Linked DNA regions of Lactuca sativa: region 1 is linked to region 2. The links are chromatin contacts, called in public Hi-C maps. All regions are on one chromosome and are shown on one strand. Each heading gives the region's core, a stretch centred on a gene start, on an enhancer-like site or on the middle of the called end of the contact. The rest is flanking DNA. Distances are from core to core; before and after follow the strand shown.

Evidence for each region. Hi-C and Micro-C count contacts between places; a contact is called where the count stands out from the background.
Region 1: a Hi-C map of leaf shows a contact between it and region 2, with 8 times the contacts expected there. The contact joins the promoter of LOC111877806 here to the promoter of LOC111877809 in region 2. A contact is called at or near these places in 2 of 4 Hi-C or Micro-C datasets (bud and leaf).

What each region holds. Positions count from the first base shown.
Region 1 is chr7:64,463,328-64,469,859 of Lsat_Salinas_v11, forward strand. LOC111877806 (calmodulin-binding receptor-like cytoplasmic kinase 3) reads left to right here and starts at 3,717. Exons shown (of 8, transcript XM_023874311.3): 1 at 3,717-3,911; 2 at 4,757-5,212; 3 at 5,586-5,771; 4 at 5,876-6,138; 5 at 6,396-6,532. The coding sequence starts at 4,951.
Region 2 is chr7:64,311,115-64,317,661 of Lsat_Salinas_v11, forward strand. LOC111877809 reads left to right here and starts at 5,258. Exons shown (of 9, transcript XM_023874315.3): 1 at 5,258-5,487; 2 at 5,633-5,804; 3 at 6,533-6,547. LOC111877811 (zinc finger BED domain-containing protein DAYSLEEPER) reads left to right here. Exons shown (of 2, transcript XM_023874317.3): 2 at 462-2,647. The coding sequence starts at 468. The coding sequence ends at 2,516.

The DNA.
Region 1 (6,532 bases), core at 2,467-4,966, 150 kb after region 2:
GCTTCATAATCAAGCCAAGAAGCCCTAACTTCATCCAAAGAGATCTAGAGAGGAATGAGGCCAAGATCATGAATTGATATCTCAAATGAAGCTAACTGAGATAGATTTTGCAGATCCGCATGAGTCCCTTGCTGCTAGCTACTTTACATTCAAGCTCCCTTTACAAGTTCCACCTTCCAAAGCTCAAAAACACACTCAAATGAAGCTCTCCCACGAAATAGGGTTTTTCTGGACTCTCTAGAGGTTGTAAGGGACTAAGGGAGGCTAATGGTTCTTTAAATAGGGTGCAAAACCCTGGAATTTAGGGTTTCATCTGCCAGTTCCTACTTGTCGAGTCCCTCCTTGGACTCGGCGAGTAAGTCACTTAAACACGCGGATTGGCCCGCTGCTACTCGGCGAGTCAGACAACCGACTCGTCGAGTAGACCTTGAAATCATGAGAAATTATCACCACAAATTAATACACAGGAATCAGGGCGTTTCACAAGAACTTGGTAAGTTTCTTGTAATACTTAAAAGATTTTACACATGTTTATGCTAGGATTATTCCATTTACACACCTATTTTCATGTGTAGCTACTTAGAACATCCTCCATTTTCGAGAATCTCCTCAAACTACACAACTTCCTTCTCCTTCTTCCACCACTCAAAATCTTCAAGGTGAGCTTCATACCCCCATATTTTTTTTGTATTTTTCATGTTTTCAGGGGGAGGATACAAGTCAAATCCCGTTTAACCATTTGATAGTTGCATGTACCTATGTGTATTGTGTTTAACCTTTGGGTAATTGCATGCATCTTAGATATTGGGTTGAAAATGGAGCAACTACTTGTATCTTCATAAAAATCATGATAAATGTTTTTGATAACATATATGTTACATGAAAACTAGAAGAGATGGGTTGTACACTCAAAAGCTTCAAAAACATGTCATATATATATATATATATATATATATATATATATATATATATATATATATATATATATATATATATATATATGCTTAACTCTTGGATATATACATACTATGTTTTATAAAAACCACACAAAAAATTAGATAAAATGAAAAGTTTATCATTTATGATAATACCAAAAATTGTGACTCCCTAGAGTCAAATCAATATGAAAATCTTTTGACTCAAAACTTTCAAACCGGTAACAAGGTGCAAATCGTAAATACATGGTTTAATATTTTACTAAAAATAATTGTAGTTGTAAAATGATCGTAAACTTGTATTCAAGATTTTGATGGGTTAAAACCCAATATATTATTTTATTTCTACACCAAATGTTACAACTAGACACATTTAAAGATGACTATTTTTATAAAGTGTTATAAATAGTTTTACAAAAATGGTGTACAAAACAGTTCGTGACAAAAATATTAGCGTGTCCTAAACTGTGTGTCATAAAAACTCTTAAGGCATGGATGATAATATGCATGTCATGAAATCTGTAAAATACGTGTCATAATATGAATAATATGAAACGTGCCAATCACGTGTCATAAAACATTTATCACAAGTTTGCAATAGAAAAGTAATTTCCTTATTCGAAAAAGGAACTCTAAATTCGCGTAAATCTGTTAAGGCTCTTGTGAGACTTTCCTTCACCGTACCTACGTAGCGTACACTGTAACTCCTGTAGTTATAACCAGAGTCTCCTGGAGGGAGAGCGAAGTAATTGTGTATAGATCTATACGGGGTTGACACCCCCACACCTGAGCTGTTCGCTACAGCTAGACGGGGCCAGTCTAGGTGACAAATATCTTACTGAAATCGACGCCTGAAGAACGTCATGACAGACATATCGGTCCCATCAAGCATGGTTATAATGACTCGCATAGAGATTAACAAATCTATTTTGGTTTACGGGAAGCTTACACTTCATTAGTTTTATTAAAAGAAATGAAACTATAAACTATTTTCTATACGATTTTCACTTCCATCGTGGTCTTAGGGTTTAAGACCACAGTTCCCCTTTAAGAAAATACTGCATTTTTTTTAAAATATACATTATTACTTTACAAGGAAAAGAAAACAAAGGACATGCATGCATATATTAACGGTTTTAGAACGAGACTACAAACTTTTTTCATAGAAAATATCAGATTTTCTGAAAGTACTACGAGAGTTATTTTAAACAAGTGCAAAACCATTTTATACAAAAATGTTTATGAACTCACCAACTTTTTAGTTGACGCTTTTCAAAACGACTTGTATTCTCAGGAAACCACCAGACAAGTACTCAACCCTTCTTGAGGGTCGGCATCGTCATTTCATGTTTTTCCTACTTTTCAGTTATTTGTATTGACTTTTGAACAACTGAGTTTTTGTAAACAATGTAATACTTGAAATCTCAATGTATGAATGTTTGTGTTGCTATGTTTCATTATTATTCAATTGTTATGATATTATGCATGAAGTCACTCCATCCGTCCCCAGATGTTTCCCTCGTTCTAGTTTGGGGGTGTGACATAGGTGAAGACATTATGTTTGATGAATTGATATTTTTTTTTGAAAGAAAGAATAATATTGTGTGCGAAATGTTGAGATTGTAGTGTTTATATATAGTGGTTGGTTTAAAAATTGAATAATTGAAATTTTAGGGTAAAAACAACTAGTTTTTATTTTTATTTTTATAAAAAAAAGTATTTTTTGTTAAAAAAATTGTAAAATGTGTTTGAATTCTGGTCTGGTCAAAAGTCCAAGACCCCAAGCACCAATCAAATCCTCTCTCTCAGAGTTGATGGCAATTTGACGGTGGCGAGCTCTTTGTCGCACGACAAGAGGGTGTGTAGCGCGCATGGGGCCTTAGAACATTTATAATGGTGAACCTATATGATAATATGATAGGTAAAAAAATTGTCATCTCACTATTTAATTATATTAACTTCGAATTAAATTGTTTCTCCAATGATTAAACTTTTTAATGATTTTTTTCATTAATTTAATTATTTTATCTTTATCTATTTATAATGTTATATAAAACCCTCTTGTTTAACTAACCTTTTTTTAAACATGACTTTTATATATATATATATATATATATATATATATATATATATATATATATAAACTTTAGATAAATAATAAATACTTAAAATTAAATCTTTAATAGGATAAAATGTAATATTATTAAAAAGAATTAAACTATATTGATCATTCAATATATATATATATATATATATATATATATATATATATATATATATATATATATATATTTATTTTGAATGATCAATAAAAATTATCTATTCGAAAGAGGTGGAGTTGTTTTGACCACTCAATTAAATAGTAATAATCTTATAAAAAAATTACATTGGAGATGATATAAGGTATTAAAGACCTATGATAAAAAAACATTACTATTAAACCAAAAACTATATGAATGGGTAGTCGGTGGATTCAATTTTTTCTTAAATTCTTTGGTATTTTTGTGATTTTCTCTTTCTTTAAACATTTTTATAATCATACATCCATTGAATTCGATAATTTTCTATAACTCAACTTTTCGTAAAAGAAAGTAAGAAACTTGATACAACTTCGAATACACATGGATAGAGGCAAATCTTTCTCCATGCCAGAGTTGCAAGATGACATCTAAAAAACTGGAAAGCACATGAACTTCCAAAGCCAGCTCACTTTGCTTACATGGGTGGTGACATCATTTATAAATTAGTTTTTCAATATTTGGGCAAAATGATTGACCAATTTTAAATGCAAAACTCATGGATGCCCCTTAAATCTATATTCTATATTCATCAGACCCCCTTCCTCTTCTCTATCTCTCCATCTTCGCATTTCTTGTGCATCAAATCCTCCAAGAAACAAGACATTCTCAACAATCCACTATATAAACTAACCTACTCTAAAGATTTATGCCCTTTTGCTCATCCGACTTCATAAAGGTTTGAACTTTCTTCCTTTACACATCTGTTGACTTGTATCCTGAGTTGGTATCTTGCTGAAGTTGATTCGCAATTCTTTAATGTTTTTACTGTGTTCTTCTTAATTCAGTGGCTATTGAAGGATGTTGATTGATGGGGTTTGTTTATTGTTTGTTTTATCATCTGGGGTTGTCTTGATTGTGAAGAAATTCTTTGAAAAATTGCAGTCCCTTAGTATCTTGATGGTTCTGAATTCTTTAGTTTTTTCGTGATCCTTTTAAATTTAGTGCCAATTGAGGGAGATTTCAGTGATATGGTTTGTTTATTTTTTGTTTTATCATCTGGGTTTGTCTCAATTATGAAGAAATTCAATGAAGTTTGAGTTCATACGCGAAGCTTAATTGTTCACAATTCTTCAGTCTTTTTACGTGTTCTTTTGAATTCAGTTGCAATTAAAGGAGGTTTCAGTGATGGGTTTTGTTTATTTTAAGTTTTGACATCTTAAGTTATCTCATTTATGAAGAAAAACATTGAAGATTGAGTTCCTTGATAACCAAATCTTGAAAGGGGGAGCATCAATTTAGAACTGCATACTCATTTGATTCATTTTGTGTTGTATCAAAGAATTAAACTTGTTCTATGTCAATCAGAAATTAGGGTTTTATCTTCTTTGATATCTTACTATCTTGATTTGTTCCAATTGAGCTAATTATTGTAGAATTGTAGGAATTTTGACTTTTTAGGAATTGTTTTTCAAGAAGACTTGGTTGAATTTGCTTCTCAGAAGTTGGAATAAATTATGCTTTTTTTTTTCTAGGCCCTTGTTTTCTTTGATATCTTATCATCTTTTTTGATTTTGTGAATAGGGTTGGAACTTGGAAGACTTTGGATTGAATTCAACAGTGATTACAAAATTCTTGAATGAACTATGAAACTATCTTTATTGATATATAAACAACATGTGATTCCTCCAATTATGCTTCAGATGACTTTTGACTCGAAGAATTTAGCAACACCCATGTTGTAGTTTCTTGATAAAATGGAGTAAATATGCTCGTATATGAGGATGGAAGTGATCTTGTTGAGTTTTCTACTATTGATCCAAATACCAATCATATTCGCCTCAGGAGTTTTGCCTTTAAAGGGTTGTAACACTTACAATATCCAATTTTCAAGTAATTATAATCACAAGTTGTTTTATTTAAATGGAGAATTAGTAAGCAAAGATTCATTTTGCAAGTCTCTCAAGTCAAATCATGCAAACGATTGTTTCATCAATACAAATCTTGGAAGCCATTGCCATGAAGTCGATCAATCTTCAGGTACATGATGTCAAATGTCTAAAATATCCTTTAGGATCCATCTCATGAAAATTGCAACATTTTGATTGGTTGTCAAATGTCTAAAATACCCTTTATCTCGGATTTTTCCCATTAAGGAAAATTCGCAACTTTTATTATGCATCTTGAAAAAAGATATTTTTATACTCCCTCCAATGAAAATCACAATTTTGATTATTTGTCAAATGTCAACAACACCCTCTATTACGATAGGATCTTGTAACAACGATGATGGGCAAATCCGTAACTTTATCTTGAAATCTTTCATAAAAGGAAAAATTGCAAGTTTGAGATGGAGTAGTAGGTTTTATATATAGTTGTGAATCTTGAACATTTTTGTTGTATTCTTGAGCAGAAGGGAGGAGATTTCTTAAAGATCAAAAGATAACAAAAGATGAGAAAAATAATTCCGAATTTAAAACAAAATATTATATCATGGGCGGATCCGGAATTTTGATTTTATGTTGCGGTTTTCTTTGCCCTTGCTTTCATACAAGAAAGAAAGATACAGCCCACACTGTTCTTAAGGATCCAAGTTCAAGTAAGTTTTCAATATAAAATTTTGGTCTAAAAGAATATGTTATCTTCATTGAGGGGCATTTCAGATATTTGATTAGCTAAGTTAATTTAATATTTGTTTTGTAGTGGATTCAATTTCATCTATAGAAATGAACTCGGTTTCTGAAAAGGTTACAGCTAGTCCACTACGGGTCCCACCTAGTCCAGCTAGATTCTCAATGTCTCCAAAACTTGATAGGGTTGGATCGGTTCATTTGACTATGAGTCAAATTGCAAGAGCTACCCAAAATTTCTCTCCATCTTTAAAATTAGGTGAAGGGGGATTTGGAACAGTTTACAAAGCTCAACTACCAGATGGTCAAACGGTTGCCATTAAACGTGCAAAGAAGGTAATATCAACACTCTTGTTTGTTGGGGTGTAAGGGTAACATGGTCATTTACTCATTTTCAAACAGTTTGTTGTTCAGACCAAAAAGGAACACACTTTGTGATACAACACAAACATCATTCTCTATTAAGTTGTTCTTTCTGCATTAATGGATGAGAATTGTATATACGAATTAATCCCTCAAATTTGTTGTGTTTTCTTTAAAAAAAAAAAAAACCGTTTTTTTTTTCATTTTTAAAATGTGAAATTATTGTGTAGGAACAATTTGATGCTCTACGAAGTGAATTTAGAAGTGAAGTTGAGCTACTTGCAAAAATTGATCATAGGAATCTTGTGAAGCTTCTTGGCTATGTTGATAAAGGAAATGAACGCCTTATTATTACAGAATATGTGCC
Region 2 (6,547 bases), core at 4,008-6,507:
TTATGTTTCTAAGAGGAAACCCTAGATCTGTTCAGGATGAACTTGTTTCAGCCCATGGATGTTTAGATTCGTCATGTTTGACCCGGATTCCGAAAAAGATAACGGACTTCTCTATGTGCCCATGAAGGGTATTTATGTAAATTAGACTCTCTCCTTTAATTCAACTGAACTACATCGAGTTACATCGAGTTCTCCTGTCTGTCTGTCTATGCTTATGGTGAAGATGGACTTAAAGTGGTTGGCCCAATTCGGTGTTCTTTAAAGTATAAGTCTTCATGCTATACGGGTTTGTACCTTGTGCATGCATATGTGTACTTAACATAAGATTTGTGTTTCTCTTCAAGTCCATGTACACTTTTGTAGATAAAGAATACAACCTGCAAATTATAATACAATATGAATTTGAACATTAAATAGTTAAAAAAAAATGGCAATTAAACCTTGTTTGTCTATTTGTAAAGGTATTCATGGAGTCACTTCCCACTGAAAACAACGCATTGGTCAACATGGAGATGCAGCCGGTCTTCCTAGACGCGCAAAACATGGAATCACAACCCAACAAACGCCGAAAGAAGAAATCAATCGTATGGGAACACTTCACAATCGAAAACGTGGGCCCCGGTTGTAGACGCGCTTGTTGTAAACAATGCAAACAATCATTCGCATACAGCACAGGTTCAAAAGTCGCCGGAACAAGTCACCTGAAACGCCACATCGCCAAGGGCAGCTGCCCGGTTGTCCTCCGTAACCAAAACCAAAACAACCACCCCGACTCGTCATCACCGTTCACCACCCCACAACCACCAAACACCGCCACCGAAACACCCAAACGCCGCTACCGGACCGCCGCTTCCGCCCCGTTCTTCCCCTTCGATTCCGACCGCTGCCGCCATGAAATCGCCCGTATGATCATCATGCATGATTACCCGCTCCATATCGTTGAACACCCGGGTTTCGTTTCCTTTGTTCATAACTTACAACCGAGGTTTGACTTGGTCAACTTTAGCACTGTGCAAGGCGATTGTGTGGCGACTTATTTAAGCGAAAAGGATAAAATCCAGAAAGTGATTGAATCAATGCCGGGTCGGGTTTGTCTCACGGTTGACTTATACGGGTCGTGTCAAACCACGGGTTATGTTTATGTAACGGGTCAGTTTGTGGATAGTGAATGGAAGATTCATCGGAAGCTTTTAAACGTGGTAATGGAACCGTATCCCGATTCCGATTCCGCCTTTAGTCATGCCGTTTCCGCTTGTCTTTCCGATTGGAATATGGAAGGGAGGTTGTTCTCGATTACAATCAACCAACCCGTGAGTGAAATCGGAATCGAAAGTCTCCGGAATCTTCTCTCGGAAAAAAACCCGAACATCCTCGGCGGTCAATTACTCCTCGGAAACTGTCTTTCCCGTTCCATAAGCGGAATCGTGGCGGAATCACTCGCCACAAATCACGAAACCGTGAAAAAAGTACGCGATTGCGTGAAGTACGTGAAAACATCGGAATCGTTAGAAGAGAAGTTTTTATCCCTTAAACAACAACTTCAAGTCCCGAGTACAAAAACGTTAGCAATCGACAACCAAACGCAATGGAACACAACGTACGAAATGTTACAATCGGCATCGGAATTGAAAGAGGTGTTTTCTTGCTTAGACACCACCGATTCCGATTACAGTAAGGGCCCGACTCGCGAAGAGTGGAATGTAATTGAGAATCTTTGCGCGTATTTAAAGATTTTATATGACACCGCGAATCTTTTAACAACCTCGAGTGTCCCGACAACAAACACGTTTTTCCATGAAGCGTGGAAGATTCAACTCGAGCTAGCTCGGGCAGCCGCCAGCGAGGATCCGGTCATCAGCGGGCTGACCAAACCAATGCAAGAGAATTTCAATAACTATTGGAAAAATTGTTGTTTGATATTAGCAATCGCGGTAGTTATGGACCCACGTTTCAAGATGAAGTTAGTTGAATTCAGTTTCACAAAGATATATGGTGACGAGGCGCAAACGTATATAAACATAGTCGATGAAGGGATTCATCAGCTTTTTCTAGAGTACGTCGCGCTCCCGGTGCCGCTAACAAACGGTGGTGGTCCGGTGACCGGAGAAGTGAAAACGGAGGATGGGGATGGTGGTGGTGGTGGTGGTGGGCCGGGGTTGACGGATTTTGATGTGTATATTATGGAGACGACAAGTCAGCAATCGAAATCTGAGCTGGACCAGTATTTGGAGGAGTCGTTGTTGCCACGTGTGCATGAGTTTGATGTGGTGGGGTGGTGGAAGTTGAATAAGGTGAAGTATCCGACACTTTCGAAGATGGCGAGGGATATTTTGTCGGTGCCGGTGTCGACGGTGGCGGCGGAGGCGGTGTTTGAGGTGGGGCGGCCGGAGATGGGGAGGTACCGGTGTTCGTTGAGGGCGGAGACGGTGGAGGCGTTGGTGTGTGCTAAGGATTGGTTGCGTGGTGAGATGGTGGATGCGAGTAATGCGATGATTAAAATGGAGTTTCCGATTTGAAAGTTTGGTGGTTGTTTGTGTTTTTAGTGGTAGTGGTAGAAAGTGGTGAGTTTGTAGACTTGAAATTGTTGGGATGCTTGTGACAAACTTTATTGTACAATTTGAGTTCAAATTTGTGGGTATTTCGTAAAGCTATTTTTTTTTTCTCGAGACTATTGATTTTTGTGATATATATTAAATTATTCTAGTTTAGTATTTTTCAAAGTTGTCAGGATCTTATGATTCTTCTCAGTTATATTTAGATCGCTTTGGGTAATCTTATGATTCTTGTCGATCGTTTTTGGGTTAGATTGGGATATAATTGTAGGATTGGATCATATCGTTATTATTTATTTTGTCTACAAGAATTCTAATATTTTGTCTTGTCTAAAGCTATGTTTGGAACATCACAAAAATAGTTTATTTTTCAAGCTTCTTTTAGATTTTTTGGTTTAAGAAATCAAAAATAATTTATAAGTTAGTCGGACCAGCATTTGAACAAGTTTATTGAGTTATTTAAAATTCTCCAAAATATATATTTTGTTAGTTATATTAAACTTCGATTTTCTACGTACACTTTTAGCTATTTTTATAAATTTTTTTAGTTAGCTTACAGCTAATTTTATATCAAACATTTTTTTTCATTAGATGGTAAATCAAGTTGCAACTAGCTTTTCATAAGTCATGAGTTCAACTTCAAGTCATGTTTGAGACATAAGTGTGTGCTAATGAACGAGACATATGTGGTGATAACTAGATTAGTTTGCTATTCAAAAAAAAAAAACCAACTTTTTCAGCCACCAAATAATTTTTTAGTTTAGTCCATTAAATACAATCTAAGTAAAAGAATACATACTTTTGATTTTTTTAATTGTTAAATAATATGTTGAAGAGGTATTTTTTATGTTTAAAATTATTTATTATTACTGATATGTTTCAATGTAATTTTTTTATGTTTTAAATTGCTTGTGTAGAATATTACGATTACGATTTTACAAAACGGAAAACAATTCTATATATATAAAATCATACGGAATTTTTAATAATTGAAAAATAATAGAAAATGAAATATCATCCTACATTTTATTTCTACATATCATTTTATTTATCTTAAATAATGAAATGTGTCATATTTAATAAAAATAATAATATATATTTTAATATAATTGTGTGACAAATGTCATCATTTAAGATGTATAGAATGATATATAGAAAGAAATATATTGTAAATCACTTAGGCTTGAGGGAGTGGATGCAGTAGAGGGTGCACTCCATTGTCACATCAGCTTGGAATACCACTCCTTTCCTGTGGTTTTGGTGCGGTAGAGACCACACGGTGGTACACTCCAAGGGAGTGCTCCTCTTTTTCTATTGTTATTCTAATTGACCGTTGATTAGTTAGATTTTTTTTAAATGTTTTTGTTTTCTTTTTAAACATTTTGAATCGATTGTGACACCACTCATTGGGTGTGACATGAAACTACATTTTTGTGGTGATTGCTGACGTATCGTTTATGTGGCAGTGAAATGAATACAACTATTGTGTCATCACTCCCTCTAGCTTATAAATCTAAGAGGGTTTTTTCCCATCAATGTGGGATAGAAAGACTTGTCAACTTGTAAGATTACCTCTATAGTTTTCAATAAAATATAGAATATTTAAAAAATAATAATTTTAGTGTTTTTATTATTTTTGCTTACAGCTCCCAATTTTACACAAAATAACATGTTATGTCCTAAGTCCGTTTTTAATGCATTAAAAACCAAAAATACCGGAAAGTAGGTTCCTTTTTGCCCCAATCCCGGCTACACAACATAGGAGGCGCTGAGTAGGTGCTGATGGGGTGCATTTATGCAGACGTGGAGTGTTGTGATAGGTGCCACGTAAGGCCCTTAATTCCATAGACAATATTTTCAAAAAAATAAAAAGGAGATGGAGTAAAGAGATTGGAACTCGGGTTTATGCATGTGTGGAGTGTTGTGATAGGTGTCACGTAAGGCCCTTAATTCCATATACAATATTTCAAAAGAATAGCAAGGAGATGGAGTAAGAGATTCGAACCCAGGTCTCATATCTACAAAGCAATGAAATTTACCATTAGACTAGTATCAACTATGTGATAGTCTACCTACCAAATGATATTTATTCACTAACGCTGTTGTTATTATTATTATAATTATAACTGTAATTATAATTATTAAAAATATATTGATATTTTTAAGATATTTTATACATACAAATATAAAATTGTCTTATAAATACGTATAAAAACATATAAAATGCTTTTTATATGCATAAAAACTTTTTTTATACAGACAAATTTTATATATATATATATATATATATATATATATATATATATATATATATATATATATAAGAACTTTTTTATACATATAAAATGCTTTTATATACATATAAATACATATAAAATGTTATTTATATGTATAAAACTTTTTTATACATATACAATGTTATTTATATGTATAAAACCATTTTTTATAATTAGTTTTATTATTATTATATTAAAAATAATAATTATTATATATATGTATAAAACAAATTAAGCAAATAATAATAATAAATAACGTGACATCTAGTAAGTATAATATTTTAGGATAAGTTTCCAACAAAAATGTTTGGTCTAGTGGTAAAGATCTTTATTTTATAAGGAGGAGCCCTGGGTTCTAAACCCTTCGGCTCCGATTAATATGACCGTATAACTAAGGTAAAATCCGATTATAGGGTAAAAGTGAACAAATTTTCACGATTTTATCACACCAAAAAACCCATTTAGAACATAACCAGTAAAATTTGGGCTTTATTGTACTATTGGTCCGCATGATATTGGTGTGGAAAAAGAAAAGTTAGACTGCGATCAAGACAACAATCATTCTAATCCTCTTAATTGAAGTTGGCACTGGTAGCGAGAGTCGGAGATAGGAGAAGTTGAGCAAGACAACAATCAGGTTATATTCTGAACAAAGTTAGGTACTTGGGTATATGCTTACCAATTACTATTATATTTTGTTTTATTCAAAGCCCTAAACTCGATTTTCAGTTCAAAACTTAAACCCTAAATCGCCGATTTTCGGTGTTTTCTTACTGAATTTTGCATATCTTGTATGCTCATAAGCTGTTCGATTAAATGTTCCAACCAATGTTTATTGGGAATATTTATTACATCGACCATATATCTTTTCGCCGGACCACCTGAAGACCGGCGCCGCCGACGACCCACTAGACGAGCTACGTCGACTCACCAGATGCTTCCGCTGCTACCTCGCCTGATTTTCTCCCCAAAATAGGTAATTTTCAATTATGTAATTTACTATGTTGCTGAATTGTTATTTTCTTGTTGAACTATAAAATTATGGCTGAATTTTTTCTTAAATGGTTAGTTGTTATGCCTATTAGGTGTTTGATTAAATGCCACAGTGAATTCCTTTTTTTCAGATGGTTAGTTGCTATGCCTATTAGTTTCTTTATGCAATTACATGTGATTTGAATGCGATATGATATGCGGCTATTGTAAGTGGTGCACCATCTGTTAGGAAGATTAATATGCAAATCGAATATAAAGATCACTGTGATGATATGGTTTTTAAAGCCGTTTATATAAAATAATTAAACATATAATTTGCTAAATAACAATAAATAAAATTGTTAATTTTGCAAAAAACATGATCATTTTTGTTAAATTTTCGAAAATGATGGTTATTTTTCAAGGTAGCTTCAATAAACATGGTAATTTTAGTGATTAACTTTATAATTTATGAATATTTGGTTATAGACAATCAATGTAACACAAAAAAAACAAACGGTTTTGAAATTATGTAAAATATACTCGAATTTTTTATAATTCATAATACTATTACTATTAAAATAATAAATATGTTGTTGAAACAAATTTATGTTGAATAATACAACTTAAAGCAAAGTGAGAAGTTGTTTTGAAGGTTATTAAACAATGTCATTATCGTGTTTTGATAGTTACACAATCTTAATCACTAGCAACAAACATCTTAATTTTCAGGGTCTTTTTTGGAAA